Regions from separate parts of the Zea mays genome. Here regions 1 and 2 are each linked to region 3. The links are chromatin contacts, called in public Hi-C maps. All regions are on one chromosome and are shown on one strand. Each heading gives the region's core, a stretch centred on a gene start, on an enhancer-like site or on the middle of the called end of the contact. The rest is flanking DNA. Distances are from core to core; before and after follow the strand shown.

Region 1 (4,895 bases), core at 1,171-3,670, 180 kb before region 3:
GGAGGAAAGTTTTGTTCAGAATTGTTGCCATTGTAAAAATTTTTGCCAAGCATAATCTAGCATTTCGTGGTACTAATTGCAAATTGTATGATGATAGTAATGGCAATTTCTTGGGTTTGGTAGAGATGTTGGCTGAATTTGACCCGGTTATTCAAGAGCATGCCCGACGTATTACAAATGAAGAAACTCATGCTCATTATCTTGATTATAAGATTCAAAATGAGTTGATACACTTGATTGCTTCTACTATTAAGTCTGAAATTATTAAGAAAATAAAGAAGGCAAAATATTTCTCTGTGATACTGGATTGTACCCCTGATGCAAGCCACCAAGAACAAATGTCTTTAGTTATTAGATATGTGGATTCATCTTCGAGTACTATTAGTATTGAAGAATCCTTTCTTGGTTTTTAGATGTAAATGATACGACTGGGCAAGGTCTTTTTGATGTGCTACAGGATCAGCTAAAGGATCTTGATCTTGATATAGATGATGTGAGAGGACAAGGATATGATAATGGGTCAAATATGGAAGGATGCAAAAATGGGGTACAAAAGAAACTTTTGGATTTAAATCCTAGAGCTTTCTATTCTGCTTGTAGTTGCCATAGTCTTAATTTAACACTATGTGATATGGCTAAGACATGTGGTAAAGCTAAAGACTTCTTTGGAATCATCCAACGCATTTATACAATCTTTGCTAATTCCACTAAGAAATGGCAGATTCTGAAAGATAACATAACAAGATTGACTCCTAAGTCAGTATCAGCTACTCGTTGGGAGAGTCGTGTTGAAAGTGTTAAAGCTATCAGACTTCAATGTGCAGACATTCGAGAGGCTCTACTTCAGGTGCTCACTGCCTTGTATTATCATATTTATCCAATATTGTAATTCATTTTGTTGTTTCTATTAAGACACATTTTATTTGTTTAAATTTCAGGTATCAGATATCGATAGTGATCCTAAAACAAGCAGTGAAGCTAAAGGTTTGGCAAATAATGAGCTTGGAGAGTATGAGTTTATAGTGGCTATAGTTATTAGGTATGAGGTGTTGTATGCTGTTAATTTAGTAAGCAAACAATTGCAATCAAAAGATATGCTTATTGATGTTGCTATTGAGAAAGTTCAAGGGCTGATTGTTTTCTTCCAGAACTACAGGGAAACTGGTTTCTTAGAAGCACTAGAGACAGCCAAAGGCATTGCACTTGAGATGGATATTGGTACATCATTTCGTAAAAGACGGAAAATTAAAAGAAAGAGACACTTTGATGAGAACCCTGATGTCCCAGATATTGCCACACTGTCTCCAGAGGAGTCATTTAGAATAAGCTATTTCATACCTATTGTTGATCAAGCAATTTCCTCACTTACAAGGAGATTTGAACAATACCAAGGTTATCAGAAAATGTTTGGTTTCTTATTTACTTCTGAAACATTGCAGTCATTGGATAATGAGAGCCTAAAGTCCTCCTGTGATAATCTGGAGGCTGCCCTCGAAAAGGATGGAAAATCTGATATTGATGCTAATGAATTGTATGCAGAGTTGAAGTTTCTCCAAAATTTCATTCCACAAGAAAATATGGGACCTTTGGAAATTCTAAAGTTTCTGAAACGACATAATTCTTTTCCTAATGCAAGTATTGCATATAGGGTCTGTTTGGTTGGGCTGTGGCTGTGAAAAAAGTTGCTGTGGGCTGTGAGCTGTGGAAAAAGCTGCTGTAGGCTATGAGCCGTTAAAAAGCTAAAAACCGTTTGGTGGAATCCACTAAAAGTCGTTAAAAGTTCTTCGATATATGTTTTCACAGTTCTATCCGAAAAGTTACTAAAAGCAGGTTCAGGGGTGCTTTCAGATTTGCACTGTGAGAAAGTCAGCTTTTAGAAAAAGCTACTTTCTGGATCCAGCCCTTTGGTTGGCTTTTGGCTTTTAGGGGGCAAAAGCCAAAAGCCAAAAGTCAAACCAAACACACCCATAGAGTTCTATTGACCATTCCAGTGACAGTTGCATCAGCGGAACGAAGCTTTTCTAAATTGAAGCTATTGAAGTCATATTTGCGCTCTACAATGTTACAACAAAGACTTACTGATTTGGCCTAGATATCACTTGAGAGTGAATTATTGGAGAAGATTGAATATGAGCGTATTATTGAAGAATTCATTTCAAGTAACACCAAAAGAATGAAGTTGTTCAAATAAATATGATACAACAAAGCGTTGAATAGGTACGTTTCTTTTTCCATGGCTATGTAAACCATTATAACATATATATTATTACTATATTTTATTTTTCCTTAAGATATAGGCTCCAATTTAAAATTAAGTACATGTTCTCGGATTATGCCGGCCCGGCCCTGTGCTCAGGGCTGCACGTGGATTTCTGGAGATGAGACAACGCACGGGAGAGACTTCTAGGGAGTACGTGCACTAGATATTGGATAAGAACGACCGGAACAAAGGAGAAAATTTTAGAGAACTGAGCACGTGTACAGGATAAACATCAGCGGCATGGAGATCTTTTTCTCATACCAAAATTGAACCGGTTTCAGTCATCTGAACAATATTCAGTCCACCACCTGCCCAACAGCTCGACTTGGATCCTTCATCATAAGATGTATTCCTCCATAATAGATCTCCAAGTTTGATGTAATGGTCATTCACCAAGAATTAAGAGTTAGAAGGGTATAAAACTGAAAGGAATACGTGGTTTCTAAAAATTCAGCAAAACTAAATACGTTTCAGATTCTGAACTGAATTTGGCACCAAACTGAACCCTCATTTGTAACCCCTTCGATCCTCATGATTCCAAGCAATACATGCCAACCATAGTTAATAAAGTTTGTTCACAAAATGTAACTTTACAAGTTTACTGTAGGAACCGTAGGTCAAAGATTCATGGATCAAAAGTTATAATGCTCCAGAGTGGGGTGAATACACTAGGAACCAGCTGCAGCTAACTGAATAAGAGACTGAACACCACACGTCTGACAGAGAGAATTTGGGCACGTTTTACTCCAACTTATGTGCAGCACCACGTCACACTGGCTTAAATAAACTTGTTCACCATTAGATGATCTTCAACTTTTATATAAAAACTACAGTATAAAATCACATGGATTAATCACAACAGAGCTCTAAACTGATTCACTAAAATTCAGGTTTTAGTTCTGAACAAAAAACACAGTCCAAGTAACCTTACAGTCCAGATTTAGGCAACCTTTTCTCCTAGTTCCATGTAGCTTTAGGGGTATGATCCTTAACCAAACGTATACACCAACACATGGTCGTCCACCTTTGTATAGCTTTCTTAGCCTATAACTGCATGAATCAGCCGAAAATGGGCTCCAAACTCAGCAACTTTCACTGAAATTCAGTTTTCAATAACTGAATATAATTCAGTTTCAGCCACAACACAGTCCCACTTTAAGCAGTCGTTACTCCAATTCTTGTATGTGATCATGTCCATCACCCTTTAAGGAAGTTGTTCACCAATATATGGTCTTTATTTCCTCTACAAGCACCATAGTCTAAAACCTTATAGAACAACCAAAAATGAGCTCCAAAACAGCCATCAATACTGAATTCCAGATTCAGCTACTATTCACAATCTGAAAAATTCAGAAACACAGCAGCACCACTTTGAACCACTCTTCTTCCTGGGTTCCAAATGCTTCTAGGGCAAGTTGCTTAATAAAGCTTATACTCCAATAGTTCCTTTACAAGTTTTATATAGTGACCATTAACCAAAACTTCTTGGATTCCAAATTGCAATAGCCCAAAGTTTGCTCCAAATGCTGAAATTCAGACTCAGAATTTCACTAAGTCTGAAATCCAAATTTCTGGCAGCTTTACTTTAGATTAGTTTTTCTCCAAGTTCCATATAGATTTAGAGCTTGGTGACTTAAAAAACTTATACTCCTCATGTAGCTCGATAACTTTGTTACAATGACCATATTCAAAATGGTTCTAGATTAGAAGTTACAAGGGTCCAAAGTTGACTAGTTTATATTATTTTCAGCAATTCCAAAATGAACCCAAAACTGAATTTTTGTACTTAACTCCAAATTCTTCCACACAACTTGGGAATCTCCAAATAAGAAAGTTATCCACTTTTCCAAGCTCTACAACTTTAGTCCATGAAACTCATGTCTAAAGTGTCCTTGGTTTAGGAGTTTCTTTGTTTATCCACAAATCACAAGGAAGGTTTTCAAATCTCACTTAGGGTTTTGAGGTTAATCTCGTTCCTTAATTAATCCTTCCACTTAACCCACCTTTGAAAGCAAAGTTGCTCTAGGTCCTAAGTCCTTCCCCTTGGCACTTAAGGATCCAAGTCAATTTGTCACTTGCTAAGAGATGATCTATTCTTGTCTAGCTTAAGCCAAGTTCTTAAACTAAACCCTAAACCCAACACACAACATCACACTTTCGAAAAAGTTTGACCTAGTGAATGCATTCTAGGTATAACAAACAAAATAATGCAAGTGCTTATGATGATATGCCAGATTTTTAGTTCGCTTAACACCAGAGGTGTTACATGAAGAAGCTCCAAAGTCGTTCCTAAGGTGATGCAGAGCTTAGCTCTAAAGTCGTTCCTACGGGGATGCAGAGCTAAAATGCCACCTAAGTAAAAGGTGAAGAAGCTACAAAGTCGTTCCTAAGGGGATGCAGAGCTTAGCTCCAAAGTCGTTCCTACGGGGATGCAGAGCTAAAATGCCAACTAAGTAAAAGGTGAAGAGACTCCAAAGTCGTTCCTAAGGGGATGCAGAGTCTTACTTTTATGAAGCATTCGTGCATTAACATCAGTTGCTTCATGTCATCATATCATACTGCATAGCATCACATCATTCATCATCTTGCATCATCTGAAATAGTGGAAAAAGAAGAGAAATTGCTCCTTCAAAAA
Region 2 (4,595 bases), core at 1,506-4,005, 150 kb before region 3:
CACGTGTGCAAAAAAAAAAAAAAAAAACAGAGAAGGATGATCCAAAGCGCGCGACATCGTCGGCGGTGTCATCAAACGCGAGAAGCCAGACACGTGTGCCCAGCATCACTTTCTGACCTTAATGAGAACACTAGATAGTGGAGAGAGACTCAGACATTATTTTGGTAGATAAGATAGTACCTAGTGCGCGCGACATGGCGAGGATCCCACGCACGCGGTGCCCGTTGTTGAACACCACCCGCCCGCCGGCCGCCTCGATCCGCGCCTTCTCGTCTGCCCGATTTGGCTGCACAAAGTTTTTTCTTTTCCTCAATTCGAAACCAAAAATAAATTTGGAAAGCAGCAGTTATTTTAGTTGATCAAACAACGGCAACTCGCGCAGCAACGGTACCTATGAAAGACAAGGCGCTCTAACATAGCGTAATGATGTGTTTAAGAAAAATCCCTTAATTACTAGTTTACTACGACGACATGGCGTCGTAATCAGCACGAATGTTGGCGCACCAGCACAGCAGCCACAGCAGCACTGACTGACCCGTCTACAGTACTTCTCCTCATTCCATCGATTCTCTCCTCTTCTCTCTGCTGCGGGCACGCAGAGACGGGCAGGTGGCGCCTCCGGCCACCACACCCTTTTCCTCTCCGGCGGGCCCCGCCGCACAGGCGACAGCGACCCAGCGAGTGGAGAGTGCAGCCCCGGCCCCACAGCTTTGAGGTACAAGGGCCCACCAGCCGGCGACCACTCGGGTCTCCCCACGTGCCCCAGCATCCACCGACACGTGCCCCCCCCCCTCACCCTCGGAATCCCCCGCCGTTCCCGCCACGTGTCCAACCGGCGACAGCGACGGCGCACAGCGACCGCCCTGAAAGTTCCGAGCTATCCACGGGACTGCCACTGCATGGCCTGCTTTGATATCCGTGCTGCAGCAGCAGCGCCCGCTGCCTTCCTGTCGAGAATCGAGATCCCAGCCCCGACAACCGCTCCCATGATGATGATCCCATCCGTTGCCTCTGACGTCAGCGGCGGTACACGTCGTCGAACACCGCCGGCGGCCAACCACGACTTGGCTGCGACCGAAACTTCTGGAGGCGCGAGACACCTCACCGGGTCACCCACGCGGGCCCCGCCCCCACGACACGCGGCGCACGGGTCAACGGTCGGCGAGGCTGACCCGGCTCCGACCACAACAACCACAGCTAGCACCACGCTACGGCGAGTCGAAAGCCGAGATGATCGGAGTGTACATGCATATGTGTCGTACGTAGTCGTACCTTGTGGTCGGAGGAGAGCGGGACGGGCGGCGTCCCGGCGGGCCCGCGGCAGAGCACGGCGCGGGAGTCGCCGCAGTTGGCGACGACGAGGCGGCCGCGGACGAGGAGGGCCACCACGGCGGTGGAGCCGACGATGCCGGAGGAGGTGCCGGCGAGCGGGCAGCTGCAGCTTGGCCGCGCCACGCGCCCGCACGCGCACGCCAGCGCCGCCATATCGTCCACCCGCCGGAAGCCCCGCTGCAGCGCCGCGCGCCACGCGCGCTCCTCCTCCGCCCGCTCCGACCAGGCGGCGCTGCCCGACGCCGCCGACTCCTGCCGCCGCCGCAGGAAGGTGGCTCCCTCCCTGGCCAGCTCCTCCGCCACCACCTCGTGCATCCGGTCCCGGCATAACGCGGACACCTGCGTGCATGCATTGGTATTTGTACATTAGTACGTGTGTCGTGCGATCGATCGATTAGTAGTACTAATGAAGTACTAACACAGAGAGTATCCGATACGGGTATTCACAATAATAATAACTAAATAAATAAATAAAAGACAATTAAACGAGGCAGAGACACGTGGATGATCCTTGTCGAATTTGGAATGAGCTAGAATGTGGCCAGCTGGACACCTGGTACTAGCTAGCAGCGGAAAGCAAGCAGTGACTACTGCTAGTCGCCAAATGTGGTGCGGCGGGAGAGAAGGAAGCTAGCTGTTGCAGCTTCTCTTCGGCACGCATCCATGGCTGTCTCCTTCTTGGCCTAGTATTACCACCGTCTATTAGATGACGGTGCACAATATATAGGTAAACGTATGGCATCAGTCTAGGTAAAAAAAATCCATGAAATTTCGGATGGATGAACTCATGAACATGAACTACTAGCTAGGGATGGATCAATCGATGGACTGATGGAGTGACTAGCTGGAGATTGGCGGCGGGGGCGTGAAGCGACACGACACGTACATGGGAGCCGCCGTGGCCGTCAAAGACGCCGAAGAAGTGCATGGGCGAGCCGTCGGCGGCCCAGGTGCACAAGTCCGGATGGAGCGAGACGGCGTCCTCCATCATCCGCATCCGCCCCGCCATGGACAGGGAGCCGAAGGCCACGGGCCACACCTGCGGGGCGACGGCGACGGCCTCGGCTTCAGGTTCACCTTCAGCCTCGCCGGGCTCGAGCTGCGGCCCCGCCGGCGCGAGCTCCACCTCCACCTCATGGTCGAGCTCTTCCTGCTCCTCGTCGTTGGGCCTGTCCGCAGAGCTCTGGGACGACGACGGCGACAGCGATGGCGACGGCGACGGCGAGAACCGGGAGGCCGCAGGACGGAGACGGCGCACCCAGCTCGGGCCCGGCGCCGCAGCGGCGGCGGCGTCGCCGGATCCTTGGGGCTCGAGGCGGTGGCGCCTGCGCATCCGGCATTCTGGGGTGGACGCGGACGCAGCGGTCGGGTTCCGTACCTCGTCGCCGCCGGGCACGTTGACGCCGGCGCTGGCCATCACCATCAGGCGGCGGAGGAAGAGGAAGAGGAAGAGCGGCGGCACGAGTGGTCCAGGAGCAGCGACGACGCAGCCGCGGGTGAATCCATGCGAAGCTAGCCTGCCTAGCTAGAGCATCGGATGAGATCGAGGTGGCTGACGGAGGGGCTGGGAGATCGAGTGGAGGGGCCGGCCGGGGTGGTCGAAGACGATGTCTTATTCTTCTCGCTCCATCCCCCTTCTCTTTCTTTCTCTCCGTTGCGCCTTGGCGTCCGCGTGGGGGGTGGTGTGGTGTGCGAGACTGCGATGCGAGGTCAGGTCGCGTGGACGGAAGAGCAGCGGGTTCTGTGCGGCGGGACCCACGTAAGTGCGACGTGGATTGCGCTCGACACGTGGCCGGGGAGGTAAAGGGGGCGCGTGGTCCCGCTGGGGGACGCCGCGCGCAAACTGGCAGGGCAGCACCGAAAGGCACGGCTGCATGCGTTGCGTTGCGTTGCGTTCCATTCCATCCCTCCACGGTGCGTGCGCCGTATGACGGCCTGCTGCGGTGCGGCCTTTGGACGATGCCTGCCGTTGCCGTCGCCGTCTTTCTCCCGACGCCCTGCCCGCCGGCATGCCGCGCGCGCATCCATTCTTCTCTTTCGTGTGTCTAGTGTATAGTGTATAGCAAGCGTCTGATGGTAAATGGTAAAGGTGTTAGGGCATCCCAACGGGTACTTCATCCTTTTTTTTCTTTGTCGTGTTTTAGTAAAAACTGAACGAATCAGCAGACGATAAATATTCGAGAACGAAGGTACGTAGTATATTCTAATAACCAGTAATTAGAACGTTCTTAAGAGCCTATGCTCCTTAAAAAAACTGGACTTCAACAGCCTCTTTTATAGTGCGTTTGGTTTTGGAACGAAAAGGGTTGAGTCGAAACCGACTCATTTTTGTGGGTTAGATCGGACCCGTTCCTTGTTTGGTTTAAGCGACGGGTTGAACCCAATTTCTTGTTTGATGACAGGGTTGAAGTGGGTTGAAGCTGCACCGTTTTTTGTTTGGTTTCGTGATGAGGGATGAATGAATGATGAACTAAAAATGGTCACATTACCATACTAAAAATGATATCTTTAATTCCAAACGAAATTACAACATTCAAAATAAATGAAACCAACACTATTTCAGTATTTGAGAAACCAATAAGCACAATAAAAGATGGGGGCCGCTGCTTCTCTCCTAGTGGTGTCGGTAGGGGACATGTAGGTGGTATTGGTGGATGATGGTGGGGGCTGGATCACGGCACAACAACGTCGTTGGAAGACACGGACGGGGGCGTAGCGCGCCAGAGGACAGACCGGTTTGGGAGTCTATGGCTGGAGAACATGCTGGTGCCGGAGAGCAGGGTGACGGAGGACTCTGACAGGGGCGTGGTCGGGGGCGCGCTGCGCCGGACGGTACACCGACGGGGGAGCCGATGACTCGAGAATAGGCTGACGGTGGTGCGCCCTGCGTAGGCTGCGCTCGGGTGAAGATATGGTGTGTCCGTGTGGGTGACAGGAGGGGTGGAGTGGGAGTGGATCGAAGTGGTTCGCTTGTTTTTAAGGAATCCCTAGAATCCGTATCTTAAATGAATATTTTGACCCGGAACCAATTTAACCCGCGAACCTTTTAAACCAAACACGGTTTGATGCAGGTTCAACCTGTTCCAACTCGCATCAACCCGATAACCAAATACACGCTTAATTTCTCCAAAAATCTGTTAAACCTGGTAATCGTTGGGCCCTTTCATGCACACGCGCAGCCAGTTCGTACCAAGATCCATCGCTGTTGGGATAAAAAAATATGTTGTCGCTTGTGATTTGCAGCATATGATTAACATTTGCGG
Region 3 (4,827 bases), core at 2,091-4,590:
AAAACTGCTACTTCTGTCCAAACGACTATTTTTGAGTGGGGGCTATTTATATCCTTTGGTCGGCCATATAAAGTGGGGGAGCCCAAGTAACATACCAACACATGTTATAGACATTTCCAAGTGCTCAAACACCCAATTGCTTAATAGAAACACTCGGTGATTAGCATTGGTGCTTAGCGAGGTGCTTAGGTTAGTTAGACTGCTATTGCGCTTGTTCTAGGTGATTCTTAGTTAGTTGAGTAAATTTAGAAAAACACACATAACCCCTCGGTTCTTGCGCGAGCCATTGTAATTGTACCGAGTGGCGCGAGAGTCTTGCGAGACCTTGACAAGCACGTTTGTGTCACAACCACCACCATGTACCGGAGCGAACGAGTCCCGCGGCATTTCCGTTGGAAGCTCGATAGTGAAGACAACTGGGTGCGTCCGAGAGGAGGACGGAAGCGGAGCACCACTTGCGCGTGGAGAAGGTCTGCGGCTCTCTATGGAGTTACTCATTTGTGGTGTTTGGCCCTCGCATGGGCTACCCTTTACGTAGGGGCACCGAGGATTACTCGGGACCTTGCATGGTTCCGCATACCTCGGTAAAAATACCGATGTCGTCCACGAGAGCTTACTTTTTATTCTAGCTCTTTAATCTTCCACATTCTCTCTCAACTAAAGTTGCAGTCTTTAATATTCTTAGTGTAGATTATATAGGATTGGAACTTAGGTTGCATAACTACTTTTGCGGTAGAGATACCAACACATAGAAAAAACCTAGTTTGCACAATCTAGTTAAGTTATTTGCATATATTCTATTCTAGGGATTTATTTGTGGCCTAGTTTAGAGATAGTTTTTATAAGTCCTAATTCCTCCTCTTAGGCGTCACCGTTTCTTACAAACACAACCACAGACATGAGGTCGTTTATGAATGAACCTTCAATCCATGCACATGAATGGACCTTCAATTTGTGTTGAAAAACACGACCACGAACATGAAAGACTGAAATGGAGCACTACCAGAATCTGACTATTTGCTGAGTGCCAAATGATTTGTCGAGTGTCTTTTTCGGGCACTCAGCAAAGAAGTTCTTTACCGAGTGCCAAACAAAAACACTCGACAAAGGGTTTCTTTGCCGAGTGTTTTTTACACTCGTCAAAGAGCTTTTTTGCCGAGTGTTTTATTTTTGACACTCGGCAAAGACAATTTAAAAATTGCATTTTCAAGCAGTAAATTAATTCAAATGAAAACGTTTTCAACTATAAATTTGTATAACTCATCAAGATGTATAATTTATATTTTGGTCATTTCTTCATATGATAAAATAAAAGTAAATTTGTTCATAAAAACTATATCTCTCTCGTAGTTTATGAAACTACAAGAGAGATGTATAAGATTTATGAATAATGTTAGAACCAACATGTGGGATGAATAAATGACCAAACAACCAAAATAAACTTTGTAAATCTTAAGAAGTTCTGGAATTTTGTAGTTGGCAACCTTTTGGTTAAAGTCATCTTGTCTATAAAAACTACCTCTGAATTTTAAACATTTAAAATTCAAATTTTCAAAACGACCACAAATGGAAAAACCACCAAAATGAAAAAGTTATAGGTATTAAAAAGTTATGAAACTTTGTAATTGACAACATTTTCGTTTGAAATCATCTTGTCATGCAAAACTTTGTTTGAATTTTAAAATTCAAATTTTTCAAACAATCTCGGATGGAAAAACCACCAAAATAAAAGTTTGTAGGTCTTGAAATGTTATGAAACTTTTTAATTGATAATTTTTTTGATTTAAAATCATCTTGTCATAGAAAAATATGTTTGAAGTTTTCAAATTTTAAATTCAAATTTTGTAAATGACCTCGGATGAAACTATCAATATGAAAGTTGTAGATCTTGAAAAGATATGTAACTTTACAGATGCCAACATTTTCATTTAAATTTCTTTAGTGCCTCAAATAATCAGTTTACTCTCGGTTTATTATAATACATGAGGAAGGAAAACATAATATAGACACAAGTGATATAGTGGTGTAGTGGTTGAGTAGGTTGCGCGCAAAATTCAGTTCAAAAGAATGGTGAAAATGAAGGACGATGGTAGGGCAGTGGTGATGGTTGGGGGTGTTCCCCTAAATATAAAAAATTGTTTTGCTGTTTTTTTTTGTGATTCTTAATTTGCTGAGTACTTTTTCGAGTGTTTTTGACACTCGACAAAATATTTGCCGAGTGCCAGAAAAAAAATACTCAGCAAAGAACTAATTGCTGATAAAATATTTGTCGATTATTCTTTACCAAGTGTAACACTCGATAAAATCTTTGCTGAGCGTAAAAAAACTTTGCCGAGTATTTGAGACACTCCATAAAAAATGTCAGTCCGGTAGTGGAGCCACAAACCACACTAACATTATAAAGTTTTTTTTTACTTCAATTAGCAAAGTCGTGGCAATGCTGCTGCGGGGGCGCACATAGTTCATACATGGACGAGAGCTAGCGAGGGAGGACACGTGTAATAAAATAAAAGGAAATAAGGTTCACATAATGACAGCTACGACGACCATTTAATTTAACCCTACACTACACCGACCTGCATGCATGCATGGTTCACACTTACGACGACACACTACGTACGTGTGCCTCATCAGTCATCAGTCATCACTCCCATGCGCACCCGAGCCTGAGCTCAAGATCCAGCCCGTCGTCCTCGACGACACCACCGCCACGGCCGCTGCTTCTACCGCAGACCCCAATCCCCAGCTCCAAGCTCACCTCAACTGCCGCCTTCGTTGCCACAGCGGTGGACGACGACGTCGTCGTCGAGAATAAGCTGTAGATGACGGGGTCGGCGGCGGCCATCGAGCCGCCGGCGGCGCAGTGCTGCGGCGAGAAGTTGAGGTTGGGAATCGGAGCTCTGCTGTGCTGGTGGCGCGCGGTCAGGGCGGGGCTCGGAAGGGAAGCAGAAGGGTGCGCTGCCGCCGACGCCGAGCAGCACTGCCTGAGCCTGGCCCTGTCCCTCCGGTGGACGTTCATGTGGCCGCCCAGCGCCTGCGCCGACCTGAACTCCCGTCTGCAGTAGCCGCAGGTGTAGCAGGACACCGACGGCGGCGGCGACGACCTCTGCGGCGGCCACGGGAAGCAGCCGGCGGCCAGGCTGAAGCTGTGTCCCGTTCCCGCCGGCGTCGTCGTCGTCGTCCACGCTGGCAGCGGCTTGAGGCCGCGGCCGTGGTCTCTACTGCTCTCCATTGCTGGCGTACGCGTGGCCGGCGGTGTGGTCCTGTACGTAGCGAGGAGCTGAGCCAGACTAGCTAGATAATAACACTTTGTGTCTAAGTGAATCATGCATGTGCACGCAGCACACCCAGCTAGCTGCTGCTATATATATAGCACCCTGCGCTGCAGAAGCATCTATCTATCTACTAAAATTAAAGAGAAGAGCTTGTAAAGAAAAGCAGCTAGCAGCCCATTTGTTCTGCATGCATGGCGATCGATCGAGCAGAAGCGGCGCGCAATTGATGCTACGGCCAAGATACCGTCAGAACAAGGCCAGCCATTCTGGGCAAGACTAAGTGACAGGCATTTGCAAGGCATGCAGGTACCTTTCTTCACGACAAGACACCTGAAGCCAGCCAGCCAGCACAAAGAGAGAGATATGGTCGCCACATATATGTGCGCGCGGTAAATAAATCTTTGTGGCCGCGTGAATCGTAGGGGCCGGGGCCGGCTGGGAGGGGACATCGATGCACACTGTTGTGTTGAATGGGTATTGAGTAGTGTACTCTGTAAACCACAGCCACGCCCACGCCCACGCCCACGCCCACGCGCAGCAGCACAGGAGCAGGCAGAGGGCTTTTGCTTCTGCCTCACTCCAGCTCCTTCCGTAAAGAGGCAAAAGGACTCTAGGGCGTGTTACCGAGGCACTGAAAGCGTCCATGGCCTTGCTCCATTATACATCATCGTCTCCATTTTCCTCATGCATGCAGTTTGACTGCAAACATTACGAGTAGGTATAGTACATGCATTTCAATCTGGCTTCCGCGCGGGCAGAGATACAGAGAGGGCGAATCCGGGCCTTAGCTTCCATGATTGGTCAAGGTGTCATGTCCAGCCTCTGCAGCACATCACATCTCGGCATCCACACACGTCGTAGATCATGTTGAAAAGCAAGAGCTAATTAAAATAGTATTTGTTGGGGTCAACTCGTTCTGCTCGCTTTCTCAGCTCACAGTGGGCAGCAACGAGCAGCAGGCAGCATTGAGCAATATACTTCGGGCATGCAATGGCATGATGCCAATAGAAAGGCGAAGTATATTGTTGCCACCAGTTGCCACAAACGCTTCCCTTTCGTTGATAACTATGCTTAGCTACTAGTACTAGACCTTTTACCCTAGCTCTTTTACCATGCATGACCTCTCTCCCTGGTGTGAACGAGCGAGGAACTTAATAACACTTGACGAATGGCGACACACTCACCATATACGTTCACGCAAAAACACATTACCCAGCGATCGACAAGTAATATAACGATGCGCAAAACACGTCACAAGAAAAGTCTCGCCGGGAACGTACGTGATTCATCACACAACAGCGCGAGCTCTAAAGAATCTCAAATCCCATTCATCAGAAAACAAACACCACACTGGAGGACGGGTACGTACATCAGTACCGGTTCCTGAATAAGACTTGGTTTTAACTACCGCGCCAACTAGCTAGAAGGCATTAGGGCGGGTTGATGTTTCCAACTTGTTAAGTGGTCAGTAGGTATAAAAGAACCGTCAATGAAAATAGCATTTTCATTGGCGGTTCCTTAACCCAACCTGCCGGTGGAAATAGCATCCTTC

The links. A called contact is a pair of places that touch in the nucleus more often than the background predicts.
Region 1: a Hi-C map of leaf shows a contact between it and region 3, with 2.7 times the contacts expected there. The contact joins the enhancer-like site here to the promoter of LOC100275992 in region 3. A contact is called at or near these places in 3 of 25 Hi-C or Micro-C datasets (ear and leaf).
Region 2: a Hi-C map of leaf shows a contact between it and region 3, with 3 times the contacts expected there. The contact joins the promoter of LOC103641516 here to the promoter of LOC100275992 in region 3. A contact is called at or near these places in 2 of 25 Hi-C or Micro-C datasets (ear and leaf).

What each region holds. Positions count from the first base shown.
Region 1 is chr10:103,605,151-103,610,045 of Zm-B73-REFERENCE-NAM-5.0, reverse strand. It overlaps the pseudogene LOC109942880. Among protein-coding and RNA genes, the nearest start is that of LOC103641516, 34 kb to the right of the region's middle. Within about 2 kb of position 2,420, at least 1 of the 20 cell types and tissues checked has an H3K27ac peak or open chromatin away from gene starts, as enhancers often do. A contact at or near this core is called in leaf, where this site is marked.
Region 2 is chr10:103,571,493-103,576,087 of Zm-B73-REFERENCE-NAM-5.0, reverse strand. It overlaps LOC103641516 (probable protein phosphatase 2C 37), which reads right to left and starts at 2,755. Exons shown (of 4, transcript NM_001319772.1): 1 at 2,219-2,755; 2 at 1,273-1,671; 3 at 181-286. The coding sequence starts at 2,755.
Region 3 is chr10:103,425,963-103,430,789 of Zm-B73-REFERENCE-NAM-5.0, reverse strand. LOC100275992 reads right to left here and starts at 3,340. Exons shown (of 1, transcript NM_001149893.2): 1 at 2,374-3,340. The coding sequence starts at 3,328. The coding sequence ends at 2,645.